Linked DNA regions of Ovis canadensis: region 1 is linked to region 2. The links are chromatin contacts, called in public Hi-C maps. All regions are on one chromosome and are shown on one strand. Each heading gives the region's core, a stretch centred on a gene start, on an enhancer-like site or on the middle of the called end of the contact. The rest is flanking DNA. Distances are from core to core; before and after follow the strand shown.

Region 1 (4,860 bases), core at 72-2,571, 180 kb before region 2:
CAGCAGCAGTGAGCACCTAAGAGCTGTAGAATGTCAGAACAATAAAAGTAAAGAGCCCTTAGGTTTGGGAGACATGACCTCTAGCCTGGGAGGTGGCAGAAGTCACCTTGCAGAAGACTTAGCTTGTTCTGGAATGATTCACTTGACCTGCACCCCCTCAGTTATGTCAACAGATCTAAGAGTCTCCTTGTCCTCAGAAAGGTGTGACAAGTCTGGCTCTTTTTTTGAAATTTAAAAAATATATTATATATTTAAAAAAAAAAAACCTGGCTCTTTACCAGCAGAAGCTTAATTGGGTGTTGCCTTTGGCATCTCCACATCCCAACCAATACTGAACAATGATAAATGTTGATGCTGAGCCAGTTCTTGTTGGTGACAAATATCACATCAGGTGATATCAGGTTCCATTTCCCAGACATCATAGCCAAAGGGGAGACTGAAAAGAAACCAACAAAGCAAGTTGATGCGATGCAGGAAATAAAAAGAGGGCTGGGAGTGGGGCACCAACTACTTGGAGAGGTCCGAGGTCTTTCTCAGAAAGGGACATCTGAGCCAAGGCCTGAAGGAAGTGAGGGAGTAGTCCATGGGGACAGCTGGGGGCAGAGGGAATCGCACTGGCGAATTCCCTGAGGCAGGACTGTGCCTGGCAAATCGGAGAAAGGAGCCTGGTGTGGCTGGAGCTGAGAGAGAATAAAGAGGCGGCAGATGAGATGGGAAGGTGCGGTGAGTCCTGCAGGGCAGTGGGGAACCATCTGAGGCTGAAGAGCAAGGGAGATATACAATCCCACTTAGGTCCCAGCAATGTCACTGGTGTTGCTTTTTGAAGAATGGACTCTGTGGTCCTGCCTAAATCGTCCTGTCTAAATCCCCCAAATCCCCGCTATAGCTAGACCCCGTGTAATCATTTTCAGACCCCTACTGCTACCGTTTTTATAGATGAGGACACTGCAGAAAATCAAGTATAGGTGCCTACGACAAACTGCGCCCCGCCCCAAACCTAACTGCTGAATAAAAAGGGTAAGGTGTGTGCGGGGGTGGTGGAAAGCAATCCCAGAGGAAGGGTTCACTAGGAATGTTGAGTCCTTCGATTACATTTTGCTCGAATTCCATTCCTGGTCTGTAAGCCTGTTTCCTCGACCTGGACGGCGCAGCGTTTTAGGTTCTCTGTCCCTTTCTTCTGCTCCCTACCGCTTAAGCTTCGCAGTAGGGAGGCAGACGGGAGTAGGAGCAGGCACAAAGCGATGGCAAAGGGCCTAGGAGGCTTCCACAAGCAAAGCGCTTATACCGGCCACGCGGGGACCACGGATTCTGGCGCGCCCTGCCGGCCAAGCAACTCTGGACTGACGCCTCCAGACCCTCGTGTGAAACCGAGGACGCCGTTTTTCTTCTGGGCAACGGCCATCTCGGTAAGGACAATGGTCCAGTTTGTAGTTTCTGCTCCCCTCTCCTGATTAGTTAGTATATGAAGTGAGCGGAAGAGACGAGGATTTATAAAATAGTCGCTTTTTGAAGACAAAAACAAAGAGCTAACGCCCTTGATTTGGATTGGAGATCAACGCAGCATTTCCCCTACCAAGATGGCGACGAAGCCTAGACGTAATCAGCACGCGCCGCCTGGGGGCGTCGATGCGCAAGCCCCGCGGTGACGTCACGGAGGTGCGACCGGGCCGGCGCCGGGGAAGGAGGTAGGAGCGGCGGCGGCGCGGGCGGAGCCGGGGGGCGGGGTGCGGGTGAGCCCCGCGGGGTAGCAGGACCTGAGACCACCTCCCCGGGAGGGCTGGAGGTGGGGTTCTCAGAGACGAACGCACTTCCGACTCCCAGTCTCCCGGGTTCCCGCGGGGGCTATCCCCATTTCCCGGAGCGGACGACTGAGATCCAGCGGGACAGCGTCGTGTTCGAAGCTACTTAGTTCTGGTCGTGCTCCTGAGCAGCTTACAGGCTTGGGGGTGACAGAGCTGGGTACGGACGTCCCTGGCCTCATGCAGTAGGATCGGAGCTGGAGAGAGGGACGACGGGCTGGAGGAGCCTAGAAGGGGTAGCTGGAGGATTTCTTGGAGGAGGCGGTGTTGAGTTTCATGTTTTATTCTATCTTACTTTCGCATCTAATCAACCACGTGGGTCTTGATTCCCTCCTAAGTGTACTCCCTGCTTTAGCCAAAACTACTTGAGCTTCCTACTTTACCCTCCTGCTTGAGCTTCGTGCTTCTCAGTCGTCCGTTCACCACCTCAGCAGCCCCAGAGGGCTCTGAGGTCCTTGGCACCTTCCCATTACCCTGGAATAGAAGTCCGCTCTACCCAGCCTGCCTCCCCCCGACCACTGGGGGCTTGGGTCTCCCCACACCCTTAGGTTTTTCCTTTGATGTCTCCTTCAGGAAGCACTTTGACACCCCCTGGGTCAGAAGCTCCCTCCCGACTTCCCCTGCCACCTGCCTGCCCCATCACAGCTCTCATCTGGAATTAACACTCCTGTTGTCTGTATGCCACCCAGCCTGGGAATGCCATTTAGTCTGGAAGCCCATCAGCACTGCCTCTTTCCGCAGCATCCCACTCATAGTAGGTACTGCAGTGCACGTTAGGTTCAGTTGCTCAGTCATGTCTGACTCTTTGCAGCCCGTGAACCACAGCAGGTCACGCCTCCCTGTCCATCCAGCAGTGCATGTTTACTGAATGACAAAGTGTGTGTGTGTTTATTAAACAGAGGAAAAGCTGTCTGTTTTCATCAGCTCTGGCTACTATAACAAAATACCACTGACTGGGTGGCTTAAACAGCAGAAATGTATTTGCTCACAGTTGTGGAGGCTAGGAAGTCTAAGATCAAGTTGTCAACCAGTCTGGTTCCTAGTGTGGGCTTCTTCCCGAATTGCAGATGGCCACCTTACTGTGTTCTCACAGGGTGAAGAGAGCAAATTCTGGTGTCTTTTTCTTCTTGAAGGGACACCATCTCTGTTAGATTAGGACTCCACTCTTATGACCTCATTTACCCGTTATCACCTCCTCAGATGTCCTGTCTCTGAATACAGTTACAGTAAGTGTTAGTCACAAAATCAACGTGTAAATTTTGGAGGGACATAACTACTTCAGTCTTGGCCTGAAGGAGGGGGTCAAAAAAGCCCTTTTCAGGTTTGGGGATGGAATCAGAGTCTTAAGCAACACGGGGAGGGGAGGGGATGCCCCATCTGAGTTGCTGTGAGTGGACAGGGTTTTCACAGGAGGAGGGGGATGGGCATATCAGGTGAAGGCACAGCTAGAGAAGAGGCTCAGAGGCTGGGAGGAAAGTGAGTGGGAAGAGAAATGAGAAGCTGAGCTTGGACACAGCACAGGGTGTGAAGTAAATACTGAGGGCACCCTGGAAATAAATGCTTGTTTATTCATTTGCTCAAAACATTTTTTGAGCTCCCATTATACAGGACACTGATCAAGGCAGTCCCAGCCCTGCCCTTGCAGAGCTCTCAGCCTGGTGGGGAAGATGGTTGTTCAGTCGTTCAGTCTTGCCTGACTATTTTTGAGTCCCCATGGACTGGAACAGGCTAGGCTCCTCTGTTCTTCACTATCCCCTGGAGTTTGCTCAAATTCATGGCCATTGAGTCAGTGATGATATCTAACCGTCTCATCCTCTGCCACCCTCTTTTCCCCTTGCCTTCAGTGTCTCCCAGCATCAGGGTGTTTTCCAGTGAGTCAGTTCTTCGCATCAGGAGGCCACAGTATTGGAGCTTCAGCATCAGTCCTTCCAACGAATATTCAGGGTTGATTTCCTTTCGGATTGACTGGTTTGATTTTCTTCCTGTCCAAGGGACTCTCAAGAGTCTTCTCCAACACCACAGTTCGAAAGCATCGATTCTTTGGTGCTCAGCCTTCTTTACAGTCCAACTCTCACATCCATACATGACTGCTGGAAAAACCTTAGCTTTGACTGTATGGACCTTTGTCGGCAAAGTGATGTCTCTGATTTTTAATACACTATCTAGGTTTCTCATACCTTTTCTTCCAAGGAGCAAGCATCTTTTAATTTCATTTGTTCAATAATCCTGTAAATGAACATAAGATAGCAATCCAAACAAGTACCTCAAGAGAAAGTTTGTCATCTGAGAGTCAAGGGGAGTTTCCAGAAGGGGTTCCTGAAGGTGGCAACACTTTGGAGTTGGGCCCCTGAAGTTTCAGTTGGAATTAACTGGGTAAAAAGAGGAACAAATGTGGTGGGCACAGCAAGTGCAAAGGCCCTGGGGTAGGAACCTGCGTGGTAGGTTTGAAAAAAGGCAAGGCAGCTGGTGTGGCTGCTGCTGAGAGAGTGAGGGCGAAATGGGGGAGTTTCCTCAACTGAAACTGTGACCCCCACCGACTTCTTAGAGCTCTCCTGGGGAGTCCAGAAAGGTTTTCTGGTGGGTACATTGTAGATGCTCAGTAGTGAATGAGTTAGGGGGCTCAGGAGCAGGATGAGGATCAGGCTGGCATACTCAGCCCAGCCGTGGCAGGTCTTACATCCTGTGCATAGAGGGACTGTAATCAACCCTGCTTCTCAGATGAGGAAGCTGAGGCTCAAGGGGAGCATGTCAGCCACAACTGCAGAGCCAGGACTCAACCCAGAGTCTCCTGGGTCCGCTGATCTCGCCAACTTTGCTCTGCTCTTCCCCGTGGGACTCAGTCCCCCATCTCAGCCTGGTGGGGCTACCTCCCTGTGTCAGGGGCACCAGCGGCCTCAGAGACCTGATCTGCCTTGATGTTCCCTGAAGGGCCAGCTGGCAGCCTGGGGTGAGGCAAGGCTTAGGACCAAGTTGGGACTGAGGGGCTGGGCCTGAGTGGGAATCTGGGCCCCTCCACTAAGCCACGGGATGGCCTTGAGCATGTCACCCTCTCAAAGCCTCA
Region 2 (4,966 bases), core at 434-2,933:
GCCAGGCAGAAAAGACTGTCACACTCCCTCCCATGCCACCCAGAGGGGCCTCCTGTGTCCTGGATCCCTGTAGTGTCAGCCCCTCTCTCCACACCTGTCCGGTGCGGCCTGCTGTGGCTCTAGAGACACTGAGCTGGGTCCTCATGGTGGCACTGACCCAGACTCAGTCACCATTCCCTACCCTCCCCAGGGTCCCTGTCTCAACCCTCCCCTCACTCACGCCCAAGGCTGCAAACCTCTTCTCCTCCCCAGCCCACCGCACCTGTCCGGACCCAATGTGGCTGAGACAGCCCCCAGGGATGGAGTCGCTGTCTGATCCATCTCTCCCCTGGGCTCTCAGAGGGACAGGAGTTACCTTCCAGGGCCTCAAGGCTCCGGTACTCCCCAAGCACTGTCCCCACTTGAGTGACTGACCAGTCAGGAGGCCCCCTCTAAATAACTCCAGCTGACTCTGCCCCCGCTGAGGGCTTCACCCACAGCGTGAGTGGAAACAGGGTAAAGCTCACCTCAGTCCTATGAGCCCAGCCGGGTGGAGCCTGAGCACAGAAGAGAACGTCCCACATAACCTCTAGCTGGTCTCACACTCAACCAACTGTATCTCCTTGGGAGCGTCACCTCCCATCTCCAGTCCCATTTCCTCTTACCAAGTAGGGCCAACAGTCTCTACTGGGCATCTCTGAGGATTTCATGCTCAAATGGGTGAGGTTACCTTTAGGAATTCCTCCAAATACAGCTGGTGCTTAATACCCACTGGAAAAATTGTAGCAATTATATTTATTGCTATTTCTTCAGCCCAGTACAGGACAGAATACAGACCAAGTTCCCCAAAGCCGTGTCACTTAGCCTTGGAGAAGCTTCACAAAGGAAAGGGGTTCTGCGAAGGGTTCAAAAGAATGAGGTGGGATAGTCCAGCTGTGGGGACTTCAGGGGAACCCCAGCTCCCGAACCTGCTGCTATGAGTGGTCATGTGGGCTGGGGTTTCCCCAGAACTGGCGGGGGACATGGGCTGTGGAGCCGGGGGCTGGACTGATTTCCAGGCAAGGGTGGGGAGCGTTTCCTCCGGTGGGGCCCAAATCTTTGCCTTGCAAAGTCTGAGTGTGTTGGTTCCATCCCCAACACTCCCAGCCTCCAAGCCTTTATCTGGGTTATTCTCTCTGCCCAGTCTGCCGTCCTGCGAACACCTTCCACCCTACCCCCAGCCTGGGGCAATGCTCCCTCTGTTCTGAGCCCTTCATGATAGCTTTAGTCCCTAAACCTCACTTCTCCTGCTTAATAAAAGGAGAAGTCGGGGCTTCATCACCTGAGGTGTCCAGCACAGTCCTGGAGAAAACCTGAGTCTGCCTGATTCCCCGGATTTGGGTCCTACGGGGCCAGTCCCGCATCCCATGTATTAATACAGCATACAGGCTTCAGGTAGTGACTGCTCCAACCCAGGCTTCTACCAAAGGAGCTGGCAGAGGGCAGGGGTGCACCCCTCCTCAAGCCCAGGAGAGTAGCAAGAAGGAAGACCAGCTTTCTCTTCCCACGCCCCAGCCAGGGATGGGGGTGCCAAGAGAACTGAGGTGCCACTCCCAGCACTGGCTTCTGCTTTCTGGCCCTGGCTGTGGTCAAGCCTGAGTCAGCCCCACGGGACCACACTGTCTTGAGTCGGGGAGCCTGAGAGGGGGAGGGGTGAAGCTTGGGAATGAGGAGGGGTATGGGCCAAGCTAGGAGAGGGGGCCTGGCTGCCCACGCCAGCACAAGGGATCACCTCCCATGGGAACACAGGGTAGGGAGGTCGGAGAGTCGGGTCCATGGGCTAGGACTGGGGTGGGGGTGGGGGGCTGCGGCGGGCCCCATAAAGACCTCCTTCCTCTCCACTTCTCTGTTTCTCAGTCTCTAAGCCCCCACCTCACCTCTGCTCAAGGTGCTCAGCCTCAGCTTCACAGGGCTGGGCCGGGCTGATTGCGGGGAAGGGTTGGGGGAGATGGAAGGGCAGCGCGTTGTTCAGGTGACTGGGGTCCCAGCACCTGGCGGGGGTTGGGGAAGGATGGGGCTGGGATGGGAAGAAAGACCCAGAGAGAAAAGTAGAGACACCCAGAGGCACCCGCCCGGGCCCCCGAGGGGCGTGGGCACCGGGAGGCGGGTTCCGCCTGGGGGCCGGGCCACCGCCGAGTTAAAGGCGCTTCTTCCCGGGGCCACGGCTCCCCGCCGCCGCGCGTTCGCCGCCGCTGTGATGGCCTCGTCGCCTCTCCTGCTGCTGCTGCTGCTGCTGCTGCCGCCGGAGGTCCCCGCCGCAGCGCGGTGGCCCTCGCTGGAAGCGCTCCCCGAGGGGGCGGCCCCCTGCCAGGTAGCGTCGGCGACGCGGCGGGCGGGCCAGCCGGGGCCCGCGCCCAGGTCAGGGGCCGGTCGCTCCTCTCCTCCCACCACCCCCCGACTTCGACGGGGACCACCGGGGGCCGGAGAGGATGCTACCTGGGGGGAGGGGGGTGGCGACCCCCTCCCCAACCCCACCCTTCAGTCCGGCACTTTGGCCATACTTTCTTTTCCCTTTCGCTTTCCCATCTGGAGTCCGAGTCCCTCCGCTGCCCCCCACCCCATCCTCCCGCAACTCCCTCCTCCCCCCAAGGTGCACCGAGCACCAGCTGTGTACATCTGGAGCGAGAATCAGAGTCCCCTCTTTTAGGCCAGGGGAAGGAATCCCAGACTAGCTGAGCTGCCGGCCCCTGGCCACGGGCATTCATCGAGGGTGCGTTTCGTTCCGGGGAGAGCACGCGTTTTTGTGGTCCGGAGTAAACAGATGCCCGGGAGGCTAAACCACTTGCTCACAGACAAGGCCGCCGGCCACCCCTCAGCTGGAGCCGGAAGTCAGCACCTATTAGGCGCCGCCTCTGCAGTAGCCTTGGGAGGAGTTCAGCGGGCTGGTGGAGAGGAAGAGTAAATAAGGAGTCCGAGAGGTGTAGGTCCTTGCTCAGCCCAGGGCCACGGCTCGAGGGGATGAAGTGGCCACAAAGGAGCGGGCGGTGGTGATACACACCCCCGGAAGTCTACCGAGGCGGGTGAAGACCATGAATTCTTCCACCCTGTCTCCCCCTGGGTAAGAAGTTTCATCTCCTGGAGGAAAGCAAGCCTTGTGCCTCCATTAACTGCCTACTGTTTGCCAATCTGTGTCACATCCATCTTGCAATCTGGCTGATATTTAGGAAGATTTAGGCTTTCGGTGAAGCCTCAGCATCAGACTCCCACCTGGCAAGGTGGGGAAGGAGTGTGAGATAGAACACCTACGGTCTGCAGCTTCCGTCCTGCCAGAGAGTTTAACTTGACTCACACCCCTTCCTCCCGGGCAGGTCGGTGAGCTGTGCCTGCAGGCATCGCCCCAGAAGCCTGATGTTCCCCTGGTCAACGTGAGCCTCTACTATGAGGCTCTGTGCCCCGGCTGCCGGGAATTCCTGATCCGAGAGCTCTTCCCAACGTGGCTGATGGTGTGGGAAATCCTCAACGTCACCTTGGTGCCCTATGGGAACGCTCAGGTGCCTGGGGACCTGGAAATGGAGGCACGTGGCCACAGGAAGGAGGCCTGGGGAAGGGGGCAGCCAGCACTCACCTCGTTGCTTTTCAGGAAAGAAACGTCAGCGGCAAGTGGGAGTTCACGTGCCAGCATGGTGAGCGGGAGTGCATGCTTAACAAAGTGGAGGTGAGCAGCTCTCCTCTCCCTCAGTTCCCAAGGGAGGGGCACGGAGGCTGTGGCGACTGCCCTGCTAAGGAAGGTGAAATCATGACTCAGAAGGGATTGCAGACAGCTCTGTCCCTTGCCTGTGAGCCTCCATTTAATCGTGTCTTTGTTCTCTGCTTGATTGGTGGACACCTCGTGATTATTCCTGGGGTGGTCCTTGGGGTGGAGGGTGCTCTGAGCCACTCACATCCTTGCCTGTCTGCTCCCACCCCCAGGCCTGCCTGCTGGACCAGCTGGAGCAGAAAATGGCCTTCCTGACCATTGTCTGCCTAGAGGAAATGAATGACATGGAGCAAAATCTGAAGCCGGTGAGTAACACCCCTCATTCAGCCTGGGTTGGGGGGCCCTGGCCTCCCTGCATCCAGACAGACCCAGGCTCAAGTCCTGGCCCCGACTGCCACTCTCTGTGCAGTCCCAGGAATACAGCCTCCTTTCTCAAAGATTCAGTCTCTGAATGGAAGGAACCAAGATCTTCTGCGGGGCTGCCTGATAGATCAGGGAGGGCTTCCTGGACAAGGTGCCTCTGAGCTGGGCTTCGTTGAACAGGAATATACAAGGACACAGACAGTGATCCTTCTCTGGGGTATGGAGATGACACACCTGGCCCACCTCCCTCCCTGGAGGATTATGAAAAAGAACTCCCAAAAGGGTGACTCATCTGCCCTGATTGTTTATTTATTCATCAAGCATCTGGGCCACCCAAGAGACCTGAAGCCCTGAGACACCTCCAAGCCCTGCAGAGTCATAGTGTGGCTGGGGGTGTGCCAAGGAGGAGGGAACACTCAGGAGACTCAGAGGAAGGAGGAGGAAGAGTGTTCCCAGCAGAGGGAACAGCAAGTACGGATGCTCTGGGGAAAATAAAACACTGCAGGGGTGGGGCTGCAGGTCTGGTCTTCTGGGAGGCAGCCTGAGCCCCTGCCCTGGGGGCCTCCACTCAGGCATGTGTTAAGCACTTGCTGTTTAGGAACCTTGCTGCATCCCTGGAAACCTAACTGTCTCCTGTTGGCAGTAAGGAAGCAGAAACTGGGCTTGGGGGACTGGGGGTTGCTAGAAGGAGGACCGTTGGGGAGATAACAGGGAGGAAGCTGAAGCAATGCCCCTGCTGACCAGCTCGCCACCTGCCCTCAGTGCCTGCAGATCTATGCGCCAAAGGTGTCCCCGGATTCCATCATGGAGTGTGCTAGGGGGAACCGTGGCATGCAGCTCTTGCACTTCAACGCTCAGCTCACGGACGCTCTGCGGCCACCCCACAAA

The links. Hi-C and Micro-C count contacts between places; a contact is called where the count stands out from the background.
Region 1: a Hi-C map of fibroblasts shows a contact between it and region 2, with 5 times the contacts expected there. The contact joins the promoter of CCDC124 here to the promoter of IFI30 in region 2. A contact is called at or near these places in 2 of 2 Hi-C or Micro-C datasets (fibroblasts and lung).

What each region holds. Positions count from the first base shown.
Region 1 is chr5:19,785,965-19,790,824 of ARS-UI_OviCan_v2, reverse strand. CCDC124 (coiled-coil domain containing 124) reads left to right here and starts at 1,321. Exons shown (of 5, transcript XM_069589077.1): 1 at 1,321-1,685.
Region 2 is chr5:19,605,025-19,609,990 of ARS-UI_OviCan_v2, reverse strand. IFI30 (IFI30 lysosomal thiol reductase) reads left to right here and starts at 1,683. Exons shown (of 7, transcript XM_069589066.1): 1 at 1,683-2,329; 2 at 3,327-3,509; 3 at 3,599-3,673; 4 at 3,928-4,020; 5 at 4,841-4,966. The coding sequence starts at 1,967.